3 separate regions of the Mus musculus genome follow, and all the other regions are linked to region 2. A link is a contact called in public promoter capture Hi-C data. All regions are on one chromosome and are shown on one strand. The core of a region is the stretch at or near the end of the contact, and the rest is flanking DNA. Distances in the headings are between cores, read along the strand shown.

What was found. Promoter capture Hi-C pulls out the DNA fragments that hold promoters and counts their contacts.
Region 1: a promoter capture Hi-C map of pre-B cells shows a contact between it and region 2. The contact joins the promoter of Ddx3x here to the promoter of Kdm6a in region 2. A contact is called at or near these places in 4 of 39 promoter capture datasets (cranial neural crest, frontonasal cranial neural crest, maxillary cranial neural crest and 1 more) and 1 of 484 Hi-C or Micro-C datasets (uterus).
Region 3: a contact with region 2 is called in a promoter capture Hi-C map of pre-B cells. The contact joins the promoter of Nyx here to the promoter of Kdm6a in region 2. A contact is called at or near these places in 2 of 39 promoter capture datasets (cranial neural crest and pre-B cells).

Annotation. Positions count from the first base shown.
Region 1 is chrX:13,279,574-13,282,273 of GRCm38.p6, forward strand. Ddx3x (DEAD box helicase 3, X-linked) reads left to right here and starts at 1,449. Exons shown (of 17, transcript NM_010028.3): 1 at 1,449-1,584. The coding sequence starts at 1,540.
Region 2 is chrX:18,161,193-18,163,892 of GRCm38.p6, forward strand. Kdm6a (lysine (K)-specific demethylase 6A) reads left to right here and starts at 1,383. Exons shown (of 29, transcript NM_001310444.1): 1 at 1,383-1,980; 2 at 2,192-2,255. The coding sequence starts at 1,814.
Region 3 is chrX:13,459,763-13,462,462 of GRCm38.p6, forward strand. It overlaps Nyx (nyctalopin), which reads left to right and starts at 1,328. Exons shown (of 4, transcript NM_173415.5): 1 at 1,328-1,721.

The DNA of each region.
Region 1 (2,700 bases), core at 199-2,698, 4.9 Mb before region 2:
AAATTGAGAACAAAAGCCGAAAAGCAACTTGCCTAGGGATTGTTTTATTGTTTCCGTATCTCTTTAAAAGTTCAGTTTCAATTTTACAAACTGGAAAAGTAGAAGAGTTTGTACAGTAAACTATGTGATGAGAAGTAATTGTTTGAATTCTGGCAGCAGAAGGCCCCTGGTGGGGGGGTTGGGTTTGGGGTTGAGGTGGGGGGGGTGCTGAGTCCTGTGTTTTATTTGTGAAACTGAGGGTCAGAAAGGAGTATCTTTTAGGTAACTTGTGTGCTGCCATTGCCTAAAAGCTGAGGGCTCAATATATTCTTTTGGTTTTGTTGTTTAAGGGTATGTGTTTTTGAAGCTGAGTCTTGGGGGGTGGTCCGCCTAGAAGCGGGGTCCACCAGAATCGGCCCGTTTGATGACAGACCCCTTTTTCCTCCATATTCTGTCTAGTGGAGAGAGAGGCCTGAGGCAAGTTATCTCGGTCAGGGAGACACAGGTTGTGTCCAGTCACACATTCTCGCCTCCCTGGGGTCCCTTACTGTGCCAACAGCCACAGGCTGGTGCCAGGAATGCCACGCGGAAGGACACAGGGGCCTACAATAAGTGACTCTTTCACAAACGAGAGAGGCTCCGGGTCCCGGGAGGGTCCTGGATTGCCGGCTCTAGATTCGCGTGAGATAGTTTTATTGTTCCTTCAGAGTGGGGCTGTGGGAGTGATGCTATCTATAGGCAACGGCGATCTGAAGCCTACAGCAACCCGCACATCCCCTACAGTCCCTGCTCAGATGGACTCGGGTCACCATGCAGCCTTCCACCTTTCTGCTTCTCATTTCTAGTTCCCTTCCCCCTTTCTCCTCCCCGCCCTCCCGCAGTTTTCCCGTCCCTCCCTCCCATTCCCAGCACTAGTCAAGCGAGTTTCCCTTCTTCACAAGATGGCCACCTTGCTGGACACCCACGGTCACGTGATCCCACTGCCCTCCACGCAGAGCCAGGGCTCATTAGTTAGGCCAGACAAAGCCCACTGCATCATCTCCACGCCCGGGGACGGAGAGGAAGGGACGAGTGCTAGAAAGAAGGACGAAAACTGGGTACACAGGGGAGGAGCAGCCAATCAACCTAGTTTAAAGCTTAGGGCCTTAAGGCTAGAGGACGGTCAGCAATCATTTCTCGCGAGATCTCGAGAAAACAGTAAGATTAGGGGACCGGTGGAGACCAGGGGATAGCAAACCCAGGAGAACCAGAACCACATATACCCAAGGCTTCTTTATGAGCCGACGAGGACGCGGGTAACTGGACTGATTAGGAAATCTCACGGGACTCAGCCGAGCAACGCACCGTAAGCAGGCAGAGCTCCTAACGGCAGTGGCCGGCCGCCCGGGAGAGGAGGGCACACGTCTTACGTGCTGACGTAGCAGTCCTCCGAGTCGGTATATAAGGTCGGTGGCCGCGCGGTGCGCTTCAAAGCCGCAGTTCTCCCGTGAGAGGGCCTTTGCGGTAGAGGCAGCCTTTGCTCAGCAGCGGAAGACTCCGATTTCTCGGTACTCTTCAGGGATGAGTCATGTGGCAGTGGAAAATGCGCTCGGGCTGGACCAGCAGGTGAGCCTGAGCCGCGGGGGTCGCTGCATCACTTTGCCCCCTGCCCTAGCCTGCCTTGTGGCGCAGCTCTTTAAGTTCTGCTTTTTGCCTTCCCGTCTCCCTGGACGGCTCGGGCCGGCGGGTGGCCAGTGGCTAGGGGCTCTGGAGGGACTGGATGCTTGCGGGGGGAGTGCTAGAGCCGGTGATTCCTCCGGCTCGGCTCGGTGCGCGGTATTGTCCCTGGCCCGAGCACAATGGCGGCTTTTGTGTCTGTGCGCAGGCGAGCGGAGGGGGAGGGGGCGCGCGCATTCGGGCGCACGCGCGTCCCCTGGTTGATTAGTGACCCGCAGGTGGGGATCGGGGCGGTCGGGGGGGGGAGATTGCCCCGCGTGGCGTGGCGGGGCCCGGGTGGATGGTTTTGGCCCCGGATTTCCGGGGCTTTGGGCTTCCATGGCCCCAGTGGCTGTGGTTTGGAAATTAGGGAGCTGGCGGCGGCGCGCGGGCTGGCCGAGTGGCCCCGCGGCGCTGGAATGTGGGAGGGGGCGCCGCGGGAGGGGGGCTGGCCTCTGCGCGGGCTAATGGCGGCGGCCTCCTTTGTGTGGCGCAGGCCGGCGGTGCTGCGCGGTCGCCCCCCCACCCCCATCCCCATCCCCCCGGGTCTGCCCGCCAGCGGGTTCGCCTGCAAGCCAGCTGGGTTGCTTCGGCCCCGCCGGCCCGGTGCGTCGCGGCAGGGGAGGCCGCGGTTCCCGAGTGGAAAGTTTTGTGACGCAGAAATTTCAGGGCGGATTGGGCGGGGGGAGGAGGGGGAGGGAGGCCAGGGCCGCTGCGTGCGCACTTGCGCCGGGCTTGGCGGTGACGCGAGCCACCCGGCGCGGCCCTTGCTCAGCCTTAGGCTCCAGGAAACGACCGCGCGGCCCGAGCCGGGCACGCCCGCCCTTTACCTGGGCGCAAGGGAGGACCACGCGCCTTGCGAGTGATGGCCCACTCTGGGATCCTCTAGAGGCAAAATGCCCAGAATATGGCAACAGATAACTTGTTGCTGCCATCGAAGTAAAATTGGGAGATTGGTCAGGCCTGGTTTCTGATTACTTAATCGAGACTCCATTTCTAGATTTAGAGGCCAAGGAGATGAGGGTC
Region 2 (2,700 bases), core at 133-2,632:
AGCTCTGTCTGTCTGCAAAATTAGTTGGGACTTTTATAGTCTCTCATTGAAGAACACAGCTAGGATTTACTGACTCAGCACTTATATATTCTGAAATCTAAATTTAAATATACCCTATTGATTACAGGTGTAAACTTATATAAAACATATAAAGCTTGGTTTATAAACGGATCTTTTCTTCATATAGTCCATTTACTAATATTTTCTATCCCAAAGACTGGAGGTGTGATGAGATACATCACATTATATCTGCCTTTTCAAAATAGTCGATGGAAAGTTTGGTCTATCTCCTGATTATACTATGGGTCAAACACCAGACTTATTTGTACCTGAGGGACAGAACAAGCAAATGTTACTGCTAAGGGTTTCCTATGTAGTGGAAGCAGAAAAAGGCTGGCAGGAAGCTGTGTTGAGGATTCTATTTCTCTAAGGCCAGTTCACATACAGCTCCTACTCTTCCATGGAGTACCCACTGAGATGACAGCAACAGAACCCAACATTCTGAAATCCCCCTCGACAAATTTCACTGTTTCTGTTTTTTTCTTTATAGTATAACGAATTACTGCTAGGGCGTAGGGTATATGCAAGCAGCAGGAATATCTGGCCCGAAAGTGCTGCCAACAGACAGACCTTTGGCGGTGGGGTGCGGGAGCCAGCGCGCCAGACCCCCTGCAGGCGACTGACTCTTCATTCCTCCCTGCCTGGGGTGAGTGGGCGGGGGTCGGGAGACGTTTTCCCCTTCCCCTTTTGAAAGGGTATGGGGCTTCGCGTGGCCTTGTCTAGGGCGGCGCCCAGGCTGCAGGGTATGAAGCCGGCTGCTGCTCCTCTGGCGCACTCCTCGTGGAGGCTATTATTTCTAGCAGTGCGCCTTCTTCCGAGGGCAGAGGTCTGGGGCCGAGTGTTCCCTCCCCGCGACTCAGCTGGTGTCCAGCCCTGTCGGGATCGATATTCCCGGAGTGCGCGAGCGCTAGCAGGACCACCGAAATCACAGTCTTGGCCCACCCTAGGGCTTCCGGGCAGCCAGAGGCTGTCCTAGGCTTTCTCGTTGGCGCTCGCTACAGGCGGTGCCGGACCTCGCCCAGACTGAGCACTCCCCTCCCCCCCCCGATCCCACCACGGCTCCCGAAGGGACACAGCCTGGACCCCTCCATTCTCTGCCTGTGTATTTAAGTAGCACAACCTAACCGGCTGCTCCCACTGGGTGACAACCCTACTCCGGACAGACGTGCCTATCAGCCAACCACCGACCAGAACTGGCGAGCATCCCGCTCTCGGATCTGTGGCGGCCTCGGTGGGCGGGGCTAAAGCAGCTAGCAAGTTAAGTGGAGCCACGACTGACGCGAGTCAACAAAGGTCACGTGAGGCGAGGGGCTGCTCTGGTTGGCTGCGCCGAGCGGGCTGTGAGGGGGGGGTCACGGCAGCGGCGTGGGGTTCGCTGTGTGACACAATTACAACAACTTTGTGCTGGTGCCGGGGAAGTTTGTGTCTCCTACGAATCCCCCCCAGAGCTCCCGCTCCTCGCGCGCTCCGGCCATTCCCGCCGACCCTGCCTGTGGCTGCCCCCTTCCCATCCCCGCGATGTGACCCTACAGCCGAGCCGTCGCCGCTCCGGACCCAGTGGTTCCACAGCCTCTGCTGCCTCTGCCTTCACCTCTACCGCGTTAGGATTTTTCGCTGCCGCCTCTCGCGGCAGAGGAGGAGGCAGAAATAAAGTTGGTGTGCCGGTCTTGTGCGGAGATTGGAGGCGTCCTTGCGGGCTCCGGCCCGGAGAGGGGGGGTGTCGGCGTTGGAGTTGTGAATTCGCTGCGTTTCCATGAAATCCTGCGGAGTGTCGCTCGCTACCGCCGCCGCCGCCGCCGCCGCCGCCGCTTTCGGTGATGAGGAAAAGAAAATGGCGGCGGGAAAAGCGAGCGGCGAGAGCGAGGAGGCGTCCCCCAGCCTGACAGCGGAGGAGAGGGAGGCGCTCGGCGGACTGGACAGGTACGGGGAGCGGGCACTCGCCCGGGCGGCTCGGGACAGGCTGGCGCCACTCTCCGAGGAGGCCGGAGCGCGGCTAGCCTGTGGCGGCCGTGGGGCGGGCACCTCGGCTTGGCGCTCTCGGCTCCGCTGACGCCCGGGCCTCGGGCTTTGGCACGGACGGGTCGGCGCCGATGCCGGGGCACTAACGAGCGGCGTGTGTCTTTCTCCGCAGCCGCCTTTTCGGGTTCGTGAGGTTTCATGAAGATGGCGCCAGGATGAAGGCCCTGCTGGGCAAGGTAAGGCAAACCGCGGGCCGGAGCGCGGACGCGGTCTCTCGAGCCAGAGGCGCGCTCGCCTGGGGCACCGGGGCCGGGTCACCACTCATTGTGGCCTCGAAAGACGGCCGAGGGGCTTCCGGAAAACTATTTCCTGCTACTGCGCTCCCCTCCACCCCCTGATACCTCGCTTGCTCTCTTGAGAGATCACTTCTCTTGGAGCCAGAGGACAGAGGCAGTGGCGCTTTTGGGGCCAAGCTCATGTGGGGCTTCCAAATTGACTACGATTTTACCGCCCTTGGAGGCTAGGCGGATGATCTCTGAGGTGCCTAGGGAGGGTCATGAGTTCGTAAACAGCTGTAGATTTCCTTAAATCCCCCGCTCGTTATCTTCCCTGGTTATTAAGGCTCTTTAGGCAGTCTGTTCCTGATGCCTGCTTTAGTCAAACATTTCGGGATGGCTTCTT
Region 3 (2,700 bases), core at 78-2,577, 4.7 Mb before region 2:
TGTTACATACATATTTGTGTGCATGTGAGTATGAAATATGCACGCGCGTGTGCACACACACACACACACACATATCCAACCTGCTCAGTCCATTTTTGTTGGTGATGTGTGTGTGTGTGTGTGTGTGTGTGTATGTGTGTTCAAGGCTGACCATTCTGCATTAGACAACCAATTAAGGATGCTCATTACTGGGAGAGGCTAGTCATCTTTCCCAAAGCCATTAGTTGCCTGTAGGTAGCTCTTTGCCTAAGGATGGGGCCTGGTGGATTTCCCCTTCCCTGAGAACATGTCTGTGATATTACCTTTGTTCTGGTTTGTTTATGCAGTCATTTGTAGGAGAGACCATTTCACAGCAGACTTCCTTCTCTTCATCGATGCTCCCTGAGTCATAGATGCAGGAGTGGTGGTGTAGGTGTATCCATTGGGCCTGAGCTCCCTAGAATCTATTGCTCCAGTTGTGGTTTTCTGTGGTAGCCTCCATTTGCTGTAAGGAGAGGGTTCTTTCACGAGGAACGGTAGCCACATGTATCCAGGAAAGGCGACTCTCAAACCTAACAGGATTTTAAATTCAAGTCCAGGTGAGGAAAATGTTTTAAAGCTCACCCATTTTTTCAAATAGACGCCTCAGGGGTTTTGTGGGGTGGAAGATCCCATCCCATCTCAGGCCCGACAGACTTCTTTGTCCCTAGATCCATTCCTTTGACAGGTGGAAAGTGGAAGCCTTTGTATCTTTTCTTTGCTGGTCAGCTTCAAGCTCTAGCCTCGTGTATGTCTGTCAAACACTAATTTTCTAAGTGGCAAAAGGTGCCTATCTGAGAGCAGCAGGGAGGCCCAAGCCTCTCCCAGCATTTGTTTTTCTGACAGGTCATCAGCAGAGACTCAGTTGCCTGGTGGCTCAACATTGCACAGACTCAGGTATCTTCGATGGCTTGTCTTCTGAAATCAGATGTTCCGGGATCTTTTGCCTGCCTTGAATACCTGTGATAAGAGAATTCTGAAACTCTCTAAATTAAGTTACAGGCCAGAGAATGGAGGAAGAGATCAGATGAGATTATTTTAACTGACAGCTTCCAGCTAAATCAACAAAGAAAAGGACAAATCTGCTGCACTGCATTGTTGCCCTGTGTGCCGAAGACTACCCATTGAAGGTCACCTCACTTTCAGCTTTCAGAACGGACTTGCCAAAATGCAGCAATTCTGCTATGGACTGACTAACCCTTCACTCCTGGGACTCTGCCCAATTCCTCTTATCCTAGTCCTTCTGATCACAGATCAGAACAATTCCTTTCTTCCCCCTAACATTTTATTCTAAAGCCTCTAGCTCCTTAGGTCCATAACTACTGATTTCAACTGTTGTCTGGCCGTGCTGCTGGTGGCTTAGGAAACCTGTCCCAGGACCTCTTTCACCTCTTAGCATGTGTCAGCGCCATCAACCATTGTTTCAGAGGCCTCTTTGAGACTGGGACATTGATTTGATACTTGGCAGTTCCCTGCTGCATTGAGTTTGGGTCTTTTCCTTGGGCAAGGCAGATGGGCCTACAGCTCTATTTTTGGAGGCCACAGAGAGTGGCGATTTCACATGCAGCTCCTGGAACGTGCATTTTGGAGTATTAGGGCAGCGAGTCTGTTGAGAAGCACAGCAGAAGAAATCCTGGGCCAACCCTTTATGTGCTGTGTCAGACTGGCTTATTATCCACCCTCCTGACTCCAGGGTCAGTCAGGTGAGTAGGTCACTGAAGGACCCTCTCCAGAGGGACTTTTGGCAGGCTGTCCTTTGACCAGGGCAGCTAGCCTTCCAGCGACTTCAGGTGCGTGACTAAGATTTCCGGCTCAGGCGTGCCCCGGGCCTTTCCGGGCCAGGCAGCCGCCCCCGCGCCGCCATGCTGGAGCCTGCTTCCTGGCGGGGACGATAAGATAGGTTGCGGTGGCACTGGTCCAGCGCTGGAGCTTCAGCGCCCTCTGATGGGCAAGCCTGGGAGGGCGGGGCCCATGCTCGGATGCCCCGCCCCACCAGACCTTGGGAGCGGGCGGGGCTGCAGCACGGGTTACCCGCAGTGGCTGTCCAGGTTTCGCAAGGACGTGACCTTGAGAGGGAAAAAGTCCCCTGGTGCGTCACGAGTGGTTGCTAACCCGGGCTAGCGAGCTGAACTAGTTTTCGAAATCCAGAGAGGTGGGAAGGAATAGGGACTTAAACGTTCATACTGGGGACTCGTGGCCAGCTGCCCCTCTACGACCGACCGCCAAGGCACGCTTTGTGCGCAGGACCCGGAATCCGGTACGAGCCTGCATCCCGACTTTGTCTGGGCCTGTCCTTGGGGTGACGTCATTCTGAGAGTCAGCAGAATAAGTAGCGTCCCCTGCTGCAGTCCAGAGCTAAGGCTGTGAATTCAGGTCGATTCCCCCAGCCCTACAAGGAGCCAGGGATTCCAACAAAAGGATGGTTTCAGCTAAGGCAGTTTAGGGGTGCCTCATCCTGATCTCACATAGGCAGTGAGGGTGACTCTTTGGCTTCTTACTGGAATCTCAGGAGAGAAAACAAAAAAAAAAAAAAAACAACAAAAGCAAAACAACAAAAACCAACCATAACCTAGGCGACCAATTCCTTGCTCTGCCTTCAGCATTGTAACCTCAAGTTTTCTGAAGAAGCTTCGTCTGATTAGAACAACTTGGTGTGGAATTTTGTGAAAAGAGGAGAGTCAA